Regions from separate parts of the Danio rerio genome. Here region 1 is linked to region 2. Evidence: chromatin contacts called from public HiChIP or PLAC-seq data. All regions are on one chromosome and are shown on one strand. The core of a region is the stretch at or near the end of the contact, and the rest is flanking DNA. Distances in the headings are between cores, read along the strand shown.

Region 1 (5,423 bases), core at 2,349-4,848, 130 kb after region 2:
CAGAAAAGCCAAAGGAAATAAGGATTATGTTTTTTTGTTGTACTGACTTTACATTTTTTAAAGTGCAGAAAAAGTATTAAAATCTACAAACAGTTTATATAAAAACTTTACTGTATAAAACAGATTTATCACAATAACAACAACAAATAACACATCAGATTAAAATCGAAAACAGTCTTCTAAGATTTACTTTAGATAAAAAAAAGATTCAAACATTTTTAAGATGAATAATTAATAAGCGTTCTGCTCTACCTTTCTTTCTGCCTCTCATGTCTGAGCTGTTGATTGAGTGTGTGTCCGAGTGTGTGTGTGTGTTTATCATCAGTTTGTCATCATCTACTGAGATCAGTGAGCCGCGCAACAGTGACGAGGCAAATCCTGAGAGCGAACGAACCCTTGCCTACTACACACACACTCACACATGCACTCTTTCTCACTCACACACTCACAAAATCATTCTCTCTCACGCAATCAAACTACACACACACTCACTCATTCACTCTTTCTCTCTCACACACTCACAAAATCCTTCTCTCTTTCACACACACACTACACACACATATTTATTCTCTCTCAGCAACACACACACACAATCTCTCTCTCAGACACAGTATTTCTCTCTCATGCACACACACACATTCATTCTATCATCACAAACTACACACACACACACACACACACACACACACACACACACTAACCTTCAGACTCTACAGATACTGTGCTTCTGTGCCAGAGGTTACAGGTAGGAGAAGAATAAATCTCTTCTTTTCTAATTTCCAAGAGTACGTAACACGTCTGTAATTCCTTCAGAAATGTGAGAGCAGGTTTATTTGTTCACAGGGGCGAGCTGCAGATTAAACCTCGCTCAAATAATGAATCAGTGTTTTTGAGAACTCGGTGATTGTGTGTAAATCTGTGGTCGGAGACTCTATTGTGGAGAAGCTGATTTGGTTGGTAAATGATTGCAAACAGGAGTGAAATAAAAGTGCCGGCGGTGCACTAGAGCACAGTTCACCATATCTATAGTAGATTTATACACTCTGTCAGATTTTAAGGTAAAAAGGCATTACATGTGGGTCAAAGATGCAAGGTTAACTCTACAAAGTGATTTAGTTATTAACATGTTATTTATGTAATAAAATAATAATTAAAAGGTAATGAACGTGGTATAAAATATATTAAAATAACTACAATTCATCCAGAATTATTAATAATAATTCATTTATTCATTTTCCTTCAGCATAGTCCATACTCCAGCATGTTTTACGTAGCGGATGCCCTTCCAGCTGCAACTCAGTACTGGAAAACACCCATACACACTCTTACACTACGGCCAGTGTAGTTGATCAGTTCCCCTATAGCGCATGTGTTTGGACTGTGGGGGAAACCGGAGCACCCGGAGGAAACCCACACCAACACGGGGAGAACATGCAAACCCGAACCATTGACCTTCTCACTGTGAGGCCACAGTGCTAACCACTGAGCCTCCATGTTGCCGTTAATAATAATGAATGTATTCTATATAACGCCTTTCCAGCACTCAACGATGCTTTTCAACAAAAGTAGGAGGAAAAAAACTAAAAGGTTAGAGAAAATAGCAGACTAATAATTCATAAAAGAAATAACAAAGACGAGAACAAATAGCAAAAATGAAATGAGCATTATTGACTGTAACATTCAGAAAATAAGTGAGTTTTAAGATGAAACTTAAACTTAAAAATAAAAGTTATGCAGTGAAGCATGTGTGGGGGATTAAAATAGTTTAATATAAAAAAATAATAAGTAATACACATGATATAAAATGTAAACAATAGTTACAATTACTTTAGACTTTGAATAATTAAATTAAGACAATAAATAATTTTCTAAAAAGTAATGAAACAGACATAAAAAATATTTAAAAAATAAATTTCATCAAGAATTAAATTAATTAACAGAAGAAAATTACAAGAAAAAAGTCATGAACATGGTTTAAATATAAAAATAGTTACAATTCATCTTAAAGTAATTAAATCAAAAAGTAATGAACATGGTATAAAATATAAAGAAATAATTAGAATCCATCTATAATTAAAATAATTAAATTAATATAATAATGTAATAAGTAAAAAAAACTAATGAACAAGGTATAAAATATTACAATTCATCTAGAAAAAAAATAATTAAATTTATTAATAAAATAAGTAAAATTAGGTAAAAATGGAAACATTTAATCTATAATGAAAATAATTAAATTCATAAAATATTTAATAAAATAAAATTCATGACTCAAATTTAAATTGAAACCTGATAGCAATTAATGTAATTGAAATAAAAAGAACATTACAGTTTATTCACATTTAATGGTACTTCTCTCTTTTAAATAAACTAAGTGTAATTTAAATTTTAAATAAACAAAGTTTTTTTTCCCTCACCGCTGTCGCCACTGCCTCGCATGGTTCAGGACTGGTAGAGCTACGCATCGATGAATTTGCTCTTCAGTGTTTGAACTCTCAGTAATGATTAAATCACACTGAACTGAGCTAAACTGAACTGAACTGAACTTAAACACTAAAACCTGAACCACACTGTTCCAGTTACTGAACCACACTGTTCCAGTTACTATGACCATTTATGTGAAGCTGCTTTGACACAATCTACATTGTAAAAGCGCTATACAAATAAAGCTGAATTGAATTGAACTAACCAGTGATAATTTTATATTGTAATAAAGTCATGTAATTATAAAATATTTTTGACAAAATCTAGTTTAATGTTCAGTAGCCTGTAGATCCGTGATTTACTTCAAATCTCTCTATTCTTATGATTACTAAGCTCAAATATTGACTTTTAATTGCAGGTCAGAGAGAAACCATGCAACATTTTATTATTTTAACACATTTCCCTTACTGTAGAAAAAACAATCCCTGTTTGGTTTGTGTACACTATATTTTTGTGTTTCATTTACAGGATATACACTGTAATTGTTCTGTTGTTATTGCAAACAAAAAGTATTTCCAAGCCTTCCAGTCCGGAAGTGTGTTAATCTGCGCATGCGCGAACCCTCCGCCATACACGCGATGTTTTATTTACACAAGTTACTCTAAAAACAATCACGACAACATGATAACAATTGGACATTCATGAAAAATTCAGTTTCTTCGTGTTTGTCTGAGGGTCAAAACTGTTATATTAACGTTACAACCATTACACTTGCATCACCCCAGTCTTGTCTTTAACAGTTATAAACGCGTCTAAAAGTTTATATTTTATTTTAATGACTAATGTGATGACATAACGAGGTTACTCCGAGTCCTTAGTTTTAATAAAACAGAAAACATTAGACTGAAGTAATTCCCGGCAGTTTCTGCTGAATAACCGCCGTTAACCCTTTATGAGGCGAACCCTTCCCGCTCCAAATTTCCTCCAAATAACGCTACTCACCGTGTTTCTCAGTCAGATGTAGTAGTTTAGTCCTGTGTTATGATGCGTTATTACATCCTCGCTCCATCCTTCGGTACCGAACGCGCTTCCTCCGCCGTTCAGACCGAAACAGTCCTCCGCCGTTGCTGCCAACACACCGGTACCGCGAAACCCCGCCTACAAGCAAAGACGCCGAAGGTTCGGTTCATGAATATTAATCACGTAACGCCACGTTCGTTCAAGACAACTCGCTGATAGGCTGAAAGCAAGCATGGAAGAGTTCGCTGACCAATTAAAGCATCACACAGTGTGCGTAGACTAATTATTAAATATTAATTAGGTTACACAACCTAAAACTCTGGAAATATCTAAGCAACATTGAAGAATTGTAATTATTCATGAGATTAGCTTTCACCAGTATAACATTTATAATTGAGATGCAATGCATTAAGACATTGCGCTGATAGTATTATTAGCAAGGCAGAATCTGTGGACATATTTAGATTTATCTGCACATAAAATAAATAATCAGAGAATTTATGCGGAACGATTTTGAGAGTTTAGTAATTAAGAACTTAACATCAAATGTAAAGAAATATGACTTATTATTTAAAATAATACTTATCATTTAAGGCTTACAATGCAAATCCAATTAGAACCACTTGTTTGGTAAACAAAATTAGTCTCTCACATAACATATCTACTAAAAGACAGAAAATATTACTTTACAAATATTGCTACAAACTGTATTTCACATAAATCACACTGTCATTTGCATACTAATCAATATTACTGAAATGACTATAAAACTGATTACGTTTACACACATTTACATCAATGACTCAAATATGGACTAAATATCTGCAGATTTCGCTGTGTGTGCAGATTCCTTGTGGGCCTAATCATAAGTGTGTCAAAAGCAAGTTTATGAGTGTTGATATTTCCCCGTCCTCTAGAATAACACAGAGAGTGTGTTGTGTTTCAGAACAATCTCTCCATTCACAATCACAACAATCACAACAACTGTGCTCAAATCAGTGCTTTATTAACGCTTCAATCACACGCTGACACCACAGTCTGCTCCAGGAAAGCACACTTAAAGCAGCTGGTGAAGGTGATTTGCTAGTTTTACTCGTTAACAAGTGCCTTTAAAACACCAAACCAGTTCTGCGGCCGGTCCAAACCTGTTTATCCAGTCAATACAAACTCAAAACAAAGACAACAAACTGATGAACATCTTCAGCACCATTGACCCGTGTTACATTTGAACTCATTTGCATTTGAGTGTCAAATTCTGCAGTGCTTTAAGTGATTAAAACATTTAAATAACTATGAAAAACACCTTACACAAACACTTTCCTGAACACACACACACACACACACACACACACACACCAGATGGAAACACACTTCTGCTGTCTTAATGACGTTTAACATTTAATGCTAGTGTCTCATTGGAGAAAGAGTGAGGTCATTGTGAGGTCAACTCACAAGTCGGTTCCAGAGCAGTGCATTCTAGGTAATTTGGCGATCATCAACTTTTCCCGATCATCTTCAGGAGAAGCTGCAGAAGAAATTAAGCGGATCAATAATGCATAACAACTGCCTTAAAAACACAACGACTGATTTCCGCCTGATAATTTTAGTTTGATTCAGTTTGATTGGTTTTATTCATTTAGTTACAAAATTTGTTTAGTTTCATCTTATTTAATAAAAAATAATAATAAATAAAAAAAGTGTACTTTAAATTTATAATTAATCATTAATTCAAAAATTTAATCATGTATTTAACTGATAATTATAATAAATCCATTATTACAAAATTATGCAGCCCTACAGAAATGTATAAATAAAAATTGTGATTTAAATAACAATATTAATAATAAAACGTATATTACCACTAATTTTACAGTTGCAGTAAATACTATTTCATTTTCACACGGTGTTAAAGACAAATTTTACGATAGATGCTTTTGCTTCATTTCACATTAGATAAATAACAAATAATAAATAAATAA
Region 2 (4,881 bases), core at 1,668-4,167:
CTCCTACCTCATATATCAGGTAGACTTTAGCGCCCACAAAAATGCCCATGCGTGTTACAGCGCGAACCGCAGCATTCATACCTGCAGGAGAACACGCACACACATGCACAACACACACACACACACACACGTCAGCGCGCATTTCACTCCGCCATTAAAGCTGTTGTTTGTCGTTTTCACCATGAACTATTACACAATACTGTCCTATTCTGGAATTGCGAGTTCATTTCTCTGAATTCTGACTTTAATGTTAAATTCTGAGTTTGCATCTTGTAATTCTGAAAATTTCCCTCAGGAATTCTGAGTAAATATCTCAAAATTCTGATTTTATTTATAAGATTTGGCCTTTTTTCCTGGAATTCTGAGCTCTCGTCTCTGAAAATGGACCTTCTTTTTTAAATTCTGACTTTGTGTCTTGTGATTTTGACTCTTTTTCTCTGGAGTTTATATCTTTAAATTATTAATACATTTTTCAAATTCAGAATTTGCATCTTAAAATTTGGTCTTTTCCTAAAATTCTGAGTTCATTCATTTTCTTTCAGTTTAGTCCCTTTATTCATCAGGGGTCACCACAGTGGAATGAACCGCCAACTTATCCAGCATATGCTTTACGCAGCAGAAGCCATTCCAGCTGCAACCCAGTACTGGGAAACACCCAAACACACTCATTTACACACACACACACACACACCCTACGGGGCCAGTGTAGTTGATCAGTTCCCCTATAGCGCATGTGTTTGGACTGTGGGGGAAACCGAAGCACCCGGAGGAAACCCACGCTAACACGGGGAGAACATGCAAACTCCACACAGAAACTGTCTTGCTGTGAGGCCATAGTGCTAACCAATAAATTCAAATCTCAAAATTCTGACTTTATTTTTAAGAATTGGTCTTTTTTTCCTTGAAGTCTAAGTTCTTATTTCAGAAAACTGACTTTATTTTTTATTCTGAGTTTGCATCTTATAATTCTCACTTTTATTCTGTGGAATTTGGAGTTAAAATCTAAGAATTATTACTTTATTTTTTTAATTATGATTTTTTCTGGCATTCTAAGCTCTAATCTTTGAAACAGAGTTTCTTTTTACAATTGTGAGTTTGCATCTTGTAAAGTTGACTTTTCCCCGTAGTTTAATCTAAAAATTCTGACTTGCATCTAAAAATGTTGTATTTTCTCTGGAATTCTGAGTTTATATCTCAAAATTCTGACTTTATTTTTAAAGTTCTGAGTTTGCATCTTATAATTCTGAGTTCAAATCTCTGGATTATTACTAAATTATTTTAATTCTGTCTTTTTTCCTGGTATTCTGAGCTCTTATTTCTGAATTCTGACTTTGCATTCTGATATTTTTATTATCTAGGTTTGCATGTTGTAATTCAGATTTTTCCCCCACGTCTCAGAGTTATTAATTTATTTATGAGGACTCTGTCTTTTACCTGGATTTCTGAGCTCTTCTCTGACTTCTGTCTGTATCTTGTAATTCTGACTTTTCCCCCTGAAATTCACAGCTCAAATCTCAAAATTCAGATTTTGTTTTCCAGAATTGGTCTTTTTTTCCTCTGGGTTTCCTCTGAGTTTTTATCTGTGAATTCTGACTTTATTTTTAAAACCCCAAATTCACATCAAGCAATCCTGATTCTCATCTTGGTATTTCAAGTTTTAAATCCCGTTTCAGACTTCTGTTTATGGATTTCTAAGTTGGCGTTTTTTCTTATTTCTGCCGTTGTTTTTTACATTCAGAGCTAATATCTTAGAGTGTTGATTTTTGCCTGGGATTTGCTGATTTTGTCTGGCACTTCTGACTTTTGCAATTCTAAGTTCACATCTCAGTTTTCTAGCATCACTCTTGTTTTTTTTCATGAGATTCTGAGTTTACATCCTGCAATTATGAATTTTACTTGGAATGCGGATGTCTGTCACACAACATTGTTTTTTTTCCAGGAATTTGGAGTAAACATTTCACAGTTCTGACTTTTTACACACAGAATTGAGCATTTACATCTTAAAGCTAAGACTTCTTAGTTCTTACTCAAATCCTTTTCTTGCAATTCTAGATTTCAGTCAATTCTACATTTCAGTCATGCTATTCAGATTTTTATGTCTGAATTTTCAATTTGCACCCCACAGTTCTCTAGATTATGTCTATTCGTTTATGTTTACAATCTTAGCCTAAGAAACAGCAACACAAGCAATGCATAATGAATGAGCAAACAATTGCACAACAGATTTAGTGAAGCAGGAGATGTGCATGGACACTAGTTAGGGGTCATGAGAGTGGTATTCAGATGTGTTACATAACAATTCAGTTCATGCATTACTTCTGCCCCAGATATCTACTTTAGAACCGCACCAAAACACAATAAAAACTAAAAAAAAAAACGAGAAAATGTGTGTAAAACCGCCCGTGCATTGTGTTTAGTGTGCTTGAGGAATCCGCAATGCAGAAGCTCAGCACTGAAATGCAGCTGTCAGATCCTCTACAGCAGGTATTGTCACACACACTGCATGTACACACACTTTCTACATGCAACACGTTTGCTTACTAACATTAATGCATCAGAGACGGGTTTAAACTGCATTACTGGTCTGAAACGCGTTTATATTGAATAAATGGCGTCAGTAAAGCAGAAAGAGTGTGTTTGTGTTTGTCGTTTTGTCGCTTTCTGCACTTTATCTTCGTGTTTTGGCTGTTTTTACCCTGCGCGTCCCCGCCGCTCGTCAGCACGGCGATGGCTTTTCCAGCGCCGCTCATCCGCAGCTTCTCAAAGTCCACATGCATGATGGAGGATCTTCAAAATCTACCGATCACCGACAGAAAAATCAACACCGACTCCTCTGAAAGCTCCTTACAAATCACCGCACGCAGCGCACGCACTGAGCTCGAGGAATCTCCGCCCACTGCTTGCTCTGTGCGTTCCCGAGACTATATGGGGTCACGTTTGCGACATAAATCTGCGCGCAGAAGACAGTGAAGCTCATACAGCAAACAAACAAAGACACACAAAAATATAGAAAATGGCCTGTTGCGCGCGCACTTACATTTTATGACACAAGTTCTTCAATGTGTAATGGATCAAAACAAAAAAAGTTAATAAGTTATTGTGGGTTAGTTATTTTATGTGAGAGTAAAGGAATGTCTGACCTTTCGCAAACCATAACTGCTTAAATCTCTAATCTAACACCGGCATCCAGGCACTGATAAGAATATATATATATAGTTCAGATGCAAAAACCCCTAAGTGTAGTCTGAAATTTGCTTCTAAAATGAGCATTATTCTCAGCATCCTATGTTTGTGTTTAGTTATTTCACTTTAAAGGCAATTTAAAAAAAACATACTTTTTGCCAAAACGTGGATTTACTGAACATACACAAAGGAGCTTGAGAAAAATACCCATTTTAGGAGATTTCAGACGGCATTTAGTTTTATACATCTGAAGTCTTATATATATATATATATATATATATATATATATATATATATATATATATATATATATATATATATATATACTCTACATAGATGTGTAATTTTGTATAAGAAACTCAAATCCATTCTTTGGATATGCCATTCATAGAGGCATGCTTTAAATAAATAAATAAATAATTAATTATTATTAAATATTATTATTAAAATAAAAATAAATAATAATGTGCTTGAAATTAAAAAGGCTTGTTTTCAGTTCTTTATGAAATCCAAGACACAGATGCCTTTATTAATGGCAAATCCTGAATAATAATAACTACACACACACACTATTCAAAGTTATTATTATTCGGGGTTTTATATATATATATATATATATATATATATATATATATATATATATATATATATATATATATATATATATATATATATATATATATATATATATATGTATGTATGTATAGGCTACACACACACACACAGTTTACCTAAACTTATTCAAAATATTATTTAATATATGACAGTATATTTTCAGTTACTGACATTATTCTTATAAAATGATCCTTTCACACATGCAGGAATGATTAAATATGATATTATGAAGGAATTACTGATCCAGAGTTTTGATGCAGACATTGAGAATATCATGATACTGTATGGCATCTGTTTCCTCATAACTGTTGTTTTTGTCTCCCTCTGCCGCTGAGCGCGTGAATTGACAGACGGGGACGCGCTGTTGTCATGGACGCGCAGTGACGCGCTCGCGCATGTGCACTGAGTGACGGACAGCAGAGATGTGATGTTGTTGTTCACTGGACGCGTTTGAGCTCAATAATATCGACATACTTCCGATCAAACCTTATCGATCATCATCATGAAATTAACCCGTAAACTGGTTCTGGCTCGAGCTAAAGCTTCAGACCTGGAGAGCGTGAAGAAGCTGAACTGCTGGTGTGTGTGTGCTGTTTGCTAGCTGTTAGCCTGGTGAAGACTAGCTAATATTCTGCATTTATTCAGAGATCTTAAACTGTTTTCTGCTTAAATATCTTCAGTGTGGATTTAATGGATGATTTCTGCTTAATAAATGTAACGTTATTCTCTAATTATTTTGTGTTTCAGGGGCTGCAATCTGACAGATGTGAGTTTCAATAGTTCCCTTCTGTTAAAATATTGAAATTACACCGTATATTGTTCATATTCATTGCATTTTTCATTTTAGTTTTAGGTAATCTTTTTGTCATTTTCTGTATTATTTTGGGAAGTTTTAAGTGAACATTTTAGTAAATATAAGCCAATATAAAATTACAAAATATATGCTTTTATGTTTGTTCACATTTCTAATAGGATTTTTCGATTATCATTTTTAGTTAATAATTTAGTTAAACTAAAAATAGACCGTTTGTATTAATTGTATTTAGTTAACGTTTTAGTAATTTGGCAGTGTTTTTTGTATTC

The links. HiChIP or PLAC-seq counts read pairs in DNA pulled down with a chosen protein or histone mark.
Region 1: an H3K4me3 HiChIP or PLAC-seq map of embryo shows a contact between it and region 2, with 3 times the contacts expected there. The contact joins the promoter of cant1b here to the promoter of pfklb in region 2. A contact is called at or near these places in 1 of 18 Hi-C or Micro-C datasets (hematopoietic stem cells) and 1 of 4 datasets of contacts at active chromatin or transcription factors (embryo).

Annotation. Positions count from the first base shown.
Region 1 is chr11:47,301,558-47,306,980 of GRCz12tu, forward strand. cant1b (calcium activated nucleotidase 1b) reads right to left here and starts at 3,599. Exons shown (of 4, transcript NM_001003595.2): 1 at 3,427-3,599. afmid (arylformamidase) reads right to left here. Exons shown (of 10, transcript NM_001017677.1): 10 at 4,432-4,969. The coding sequence ends at 4,940. si:dkey-93h22.4 (a long non-coding RNA gene) reads left to right here and starts at 632. Exons shown (of 4, transcript XR_662986.5): 1 at 632-745.
Region 2 is chr11:47,172,195-47,177,075 of GRCz12tu, forward strand. It overlaps pfklb (phosphofructokinase, liver b), which reads right to left and starts at 2,918. Exons shown (of 22, transcript NM_001328389.1): 1 at 2,696-2,918; 2 at 8-81. The coding sequence starts at 2,777. It overlaps cfap410 (cilia and flagella associated protein 410), which reads left to right and starts at 4,198. Exons shown (of 7, transcript NM_001386666.1): 1 at 4,198-4,377; 2 at 4,546-4,564. The coding sequence starts at 4,301.